Regions from separate parts of the Rattus norvegicus genome. Here region 1 is linked to region 2. A link is a contact called in public Hi-C data. All regions are on one chromosome and are shown on one strand. The core of a region is the stretch at or near the end of the contact, and the rest is flanking DNA. Distances in the headings are between cores, read along the strand shown. Region 1 holds the start of Prima1 (proline rich membrane anchor 1). Region 2 overlaps Unc79 (unc-79 homolog, NALCN channel complex subunit).

Region 1 (2,745 bases), core at 112-2,611, 98 kb before region 2:
GAGTGACTCAAGGGCGCCCTTGGAGACAGCCAAGGGGAACTAAGTAACTTTCTTAACCAGTGGGCTGTGATATCTATCCTCCACTATAAGCCTCCCTTTCTGTCATCCAACCCCAGACAGGACTGCCCAGCTCTTTGGGACTTTGACTGGAATTGTCACACCCCCACCTCCCCGGAACATCAATCAGAGCACTTAATAAAGCGCTATCACCAGATGAGCAGGGCGCCTGCATGGCGCCTGGGAAGGTTCCTGTGAGGTAGGAGCAGCAAGCAGCTTGTTTGAAGGAGATCCAACCAGTTCCTTCCTGAAGAACCGACTTGTTGATAATTTCGCATCCAACAGGAGTTTGCGGAAAAACTCTGGGTCCCTGAAACGTCGCAACTCCCCCTAAGACGCAACTGAGTAAAGAGAGAGGTCTGGAGGGCATGACAGCCAAAAGGAGGGAGGTCAGGGTCAGGCACATTGCTGGGAGGGCTAGCCAGCACCATCCCAGTTCGGCACAAGAAGAACCTGAGGGGCGTCCGCGATGATTGCGGGCAGAGGGGTCCCCACTTGTCAGACCTTACTACTACCTTCCCGCAGCCTGCAGGATGAACTTGAGGGAAGGGCAAGCAGAAGCAGGTTGCCACTGTCACTGGGAGTCCTCGGCCTCTAGGGTGAATAAATAAATTATTAAGCGCCCAATACACAATAGCCTCGCTAGATGGAGACGAGGAATCACTGCAGCGGCGCTGGCGGCCGCGGCAGCGGGGAGCGCGGGCGGGAGCGCAGCCCGGGAGGGAGGCGGGCGAGGCTCTGGCTCCGCTCACGTCTGTTTTCCTTTTTCGTGCATTATTTATTTCGCCTCCGCCCGCGGCCCTGCTGCCGGAGCGGGTGCTCCCGGCCGGCGCCTCTCGCCCGCTGCCTCCAGCGGGCCCCGGGTACCCTGCGCCCCGGGTAGCCGCTCGGCGCCACCGGGAAGGGCGGGGACCGGGGCGGCGCAGGGACCCGTGGCCGGGCTGAAGGAGGACTTGTGCAGCCGGCTAGCGGAGGATCCGAGGACACTTTCCCCGCCCTCTGCCTGGGCAGCCCGACCGGGACCACGGGTTCAGAGGTGACCGCCTTTCCCGGCCCGCGCGCGGCCAAGCGGAGCCTGGAGCCCCGTGCGAGCGCGCCGCGCCCCGGTCTCCCAGATCAGCTGCCCTGGAGGCCCACGCAGCGCGCAAACTTTTGCTTCAGCGGCCCGCGCTCGTCCTCTGCAAGTGAAGCCCCCGAGCGCGCGCGCAGCCGCCAGGGTGAGCTTGGAGGCCCCGCCTAGAGGGCGGGGGACTGGGGAGGCGGCTGGCTTTAAATGGGGGCTGTCCAGCCAGCCGCTGAGAACAGAGCTGCCGTGGGGGGAACCCTGAGCTCCCTTCTCCGTGTCGACGATCGGTGGGGGTCGCCACCAGGCAAGGTGGCGTGAGGCATCGGAGGGGTGCGGGCGGTGATGGGGGCGTGCAGGAAAACCTACGCCTTCCTGGGAGCAGTAACTGGGGTTTGGGCGGCAAATGGGGACACACACGGAGGTGCCTATGTGACAGTGTGCGCAGTGAAGTCCCTGGGGCAGGGAGACTACACGCAGCGAGTGATTTGGTGGTACTGTGCAAGCAGAGTCAAGGAGTGTGCGGGCGGGAGTCGGTGGCGGTGCATGGGGGTCACAGTGCGTGCGCGCGCAGAGCGAGTGATTCTCGCTGGGTTTGAAGTCAGAGTTGTGCATGACCGTTTATTGGGTCGTATGAGGTTCAGTAAGTGTGTTTGGATGTTTCTGGAGGTGTGCATAGGATCAAGGTGTGCATGCAGTATTCTGAAGGGGCAGAGGTGTGCGCCAGGATAGGTAGGGCGTGAGTTCTGGGAAAGCACTGAGAGTCAGCAAGTATGTGCGCGCGCTGGAAGGAAGATGAAGACTTGATTTGCGCAGGTGCCCCAAAGTGCGGGGCAAGTGAGTGCTCATCGCGTGGTTCTTGAATTGATGCTACCGTGCCTATGCAGTGTCCACCTGACTCAAGCCTTACTCCCTTGACAGTTAGCTCACCAGTGGGCGCCGCGGGCCGAGATGCTTCTCCGGGACCTGGTGCTGCGCCATGGCTGCTGCTGGCCCTCACTTCTGCTGCATTGTGCGCTGCACCCACTCTGGGGTTTAGTTCAGGTGAGAAGCGGGCAGAGGCCTCCTGGGAAGGGGGTAAAGGTCACTTCAGAGCTCCCGCTACAGCCACCCACTGAGTGGTCCTGGGGAGACTTGAGGAGAAAGAAAAACTGGTCAAGTCTAACGTGCTCTGACCCTGGAAAAATAAGAAACTTCTCAAAGAGCCTCAGCTGTGGTCTAAGGCCTGCAGGACTGAACTTGATATAGGAAGGCACTAAGACCTCATAGTGAACTCAACTGCAGCTTTTAGGGAAAGAAACGAACTTATAAAGAACAAACAAACAAAAACAATAACAAAAACAAAAAACAATCCCATAGTGGTGCCTTGTTTCCTACCAGATTAGACCTCTAAACTTCAAATTAGCCTTCCAACTTTCTTCAACCTGGAGTGAGGGCTGTGCTTCTTATGAGCAGAGGCTGGGGAGGTAGATGGTGACCCACCATTCATGCAGAATACAGGCTGTCAAAATGGCCAGAGGACAAACTCTCACCTTTGGCCTCCCAGTCTTCAGGGCAGAGACCAAGCAAGCAGCTACCAACTCCAATTACTCGAGGCGGAGAAATGATTGCATAGGATGTCCTCT
Region 2 (2,755 bases), core at 135-2,634:
AGTTGACCGGATTTTCCTTTTAAATGAATAAATCTCTTTTCGGGTTGTTTCTTCAATCCTTTATATGTGTATAAAATGGAGTATATACTCTTATAGTATGGCGTGTACTCTAATGGTCCCTGTCTCACAATTTTCATATTCTTGGGAGAAATATCATTTCTATTTATTGACTCTCCTAATCTAGTCCCTGGTAGGTGTTTTTACTTGGGCCGAATTGAGTTTCGACCACTTAGGCTCCTCAGGGTGTTAGCCTCAGGAGTCATGCTGGGGCTGGCTGCAGGCTCCTCTCTCCAGAGATGCCTGAGGTCTGTTTCTGAGCTTCCTTCCGCAGAGACACAGAAGCTGAGCACCTGTCTCTGGAGTAGCACCAGTGTCATGTGGCTTCAGCTTGGCCGCTGTCGCAGTTTGCAAGTACCATAAATTCCATTGCTCTTTTCAGTGATCTGCCTGTGCTTACTAATTTGTCAAAGGATATAAGATTAGTTCTCCATCAGAAGGCTTAAAACCCATAGCAATGCTTGTCACTACCATATCACAAATGTATTCCTCCCAAACTGCCCTTTACCCAGTGGACAGACAGCCTTCAACGGTTCTGACTTCCTGAGAGTGATGACCTGACTCCAACTCCTGCTATGGAACTGAATAACGCCATCTCCTTCTCTTGTGTGGACATTGGCACTCAAACCGCTGTGCTGTTAAGACAGCAACTCCCCGACACAGTCCTGCTTCTGTGCTCCACGTTTGGGTTCTCAAGTCCCTCTTCCTTTGCTCTGTTGTTCTTATAACACCAAACGTACATTTAAAGTAAATGTTATAAAAGTATTACTATATTTCATCCAAACTCTAGTCTTTTCAGTGGGGGCGGTTCTGGATTTTCTAGACTGCCTGACGATGTCACCAGGGTTCTTTATGTTTTCCTGTCTTCTTATCGGATTACATAAGGAAGCGTTATTAGACGGAACCCTTTTAGAATAAAATGACTTCTAAAAATAAAGCATTTTTACTGAATTTGGGACTGCGTTTTGTATATCCACTTTTTTAAGCATGAAAGAAAAAGGGGGGTTGAGTTACTTGTCAAAGAGAATGTCCGAGGGGGAAAAATACTGTCTTGAGAGGGAGAAAATATATGCCCCAGGCAGGACGGTAAGTAGCTAAGGATGTGAAAGGCCAAAGAGAATGTTATCGAGGGACACATAGCATGGCGGAGTGGGGGCAAGTTGGTGAGAAAGATGGCTGGGGAGCTCTTTATAAATAGAAAGAAAGCTTTGTTGTAAAATGGGAGTTTTCGGAGGAAAAGAAAGGGCTCATAGAAGGAGGAGACAGAAATAGAGAGGGCTCTGCATGTTCGGGAGGAACCCACAGAAACAGAGGCCCATTGAAAACAAGCTCAGGACACTGAGCCTTAGAAGGGAGCATTGAAGCATTGTCCTCAGGGTGGGAAGGATCCCACTTTCTCCTGCTGCCTGCATTTCCTGAGGCCAATGCCTACCAGCCACGATAAGGCCGCCATAACTACTGGACAGGAAGTACCCTTCCATTTTCTCAGGCGTGGGAGACCAGCAGAGGAACCCTGAGGAAGATTCTCATCTCAGAGGCTGGGACAGAAACACGGGAGCATTAAGGATCGGCTACCCGCTAATGATGCGCTAATGAACCTGAAAAGGTCCATGCGAGGTCACTTAGGCCATTAGGAAATGGCCTCCACGTGGCCTCCGTCTCCAAATCTGTACATTCCAGAACCAGCTAATGTATACATGTGTAAAGCATCCAACCAGACCTTGACGGGGATTGGCCGCTCTGCCTCTGGGGTCCTGGGAACACAGAGGAGGCTCACCTTTGTGAAGGCTCTGTAGCACAGGCCACACAGCTCCACCAGGTAGGCCAGCGTGAAGACTGCATTCTGAATGACAAAGCTCAGCAGCTTGGAGAAGGGCTCCAACAAACTCTGCAAAGACAGAGAGACAGACAGGCTGTTTGCTTCCTCACTCTGCAAAGGCATTAATTAATCTTTTTTTTTTTTTTTTGGTTCTTTTTTTCGGAGCTGGGGACCGAACCCAGGGCCTTGCGCTTCCTAGGTAAGCACTCTACCACTGAGCTAAATCCCCAGTCCCGGCATTAATTAATCTTATTGACCCTTAACTGCAAGAGTTGTTTTTTCAGAGATCCAGTGCAAGCAGCTGTGAATAGCCATTCTGTTGGTCTAAAAACTCAACCAGCAATTCAAAGAGAATGACCCAATCACTTTATTGCTCAAAAGATAAAATAAATTAAAAAATAAAATAAAACCTCTCATTTTCTCATGAAAATGAGAAATGGCCCTGTCCTCATGCTAGGCTGGCAATCCCATCTCTGTGAGGCTGTGTTAGGACCACTCAGTCTGTTCCTCTAGACCCTTGAGCAGCTGTGGCTCAGATCCACACAGTTATACTCTTGAGGAATGTCCCATGTGTATCTCCAAGGCCCATGAACTCAGCCACAGTTCCTGCTGCCCAGTTTCCTGCAAGTATTCATCAGAGGGAAGTTGCCTGTTCGTTTCCTTATCTGAGCCCTACCCTCAGGGCCAAGTTTTAGTCTTGCAGGCTTTCACAAGTCACTCATGTTTTGTAAGCACCCACTGAGTGCCAGGCAGTGCTTCTCCATTGTTTGTTCTATTCAAAGTTCTTCTGGCAACTCCAGGAGCCAGGGAGAGCGCAAGCTCTAGCACTTGATTTTGCCCTTCTTAGTCGGAACCTTGGGTCTGGATACAGACATACAC

What was found. A called contact is a pair of places that touch in the nucleus more often than the background predicts.
Region 1: a contact with region 2 is called in a Hi-C map of Schwann cells, with 7 times the contacts expected there. The contact joins the promoter of Prima1 here to the enhancer-like site in region 2. A contact is called at or near these places in 10 of 12 Hi-C or Micro-C datasets (the A7r5 cell line, Schwann cells, frontal cortex and 5 more) and 1 of 1 datasets of contacts at active chromatin or transcription factors (oligodendrocytes).

The regions. Positions count from the first base shown.
Region 1 is chr6:128,153,252-128,155,996 of GRCr8, reverse strand. Prima1 (proline rich membrane anchor 1) reads left to right here and starts at 1,361. Exons shown (of 5, transcript NM_001108721.2): 1 at 1,361-1,432; 2 at 2,042-2,164. The coding sequence starts at 2,072.
Region 2 is chr6:128,055,065-128,057,819 of GRCr8, reverse strand. It overlaps Unc79 (unc-79 homolog, NALCN channel complex subunit), which reads right to left. Exons shown (of 51, transcript NM_001271253.2): 42 at 1,835-1,945. Among named protein-coding and RNA genes, the nearest start is that of Prima1, 98 kb to the left of the region's middle. Within about 2 kb of position 1,384, at least 39 of the 93 cell types and tissues checked have an H3K27ac peak or open chromatin away from gene starts, as enhancers often do. A contact at or near this core is called in Schwann cells, where this site is marked.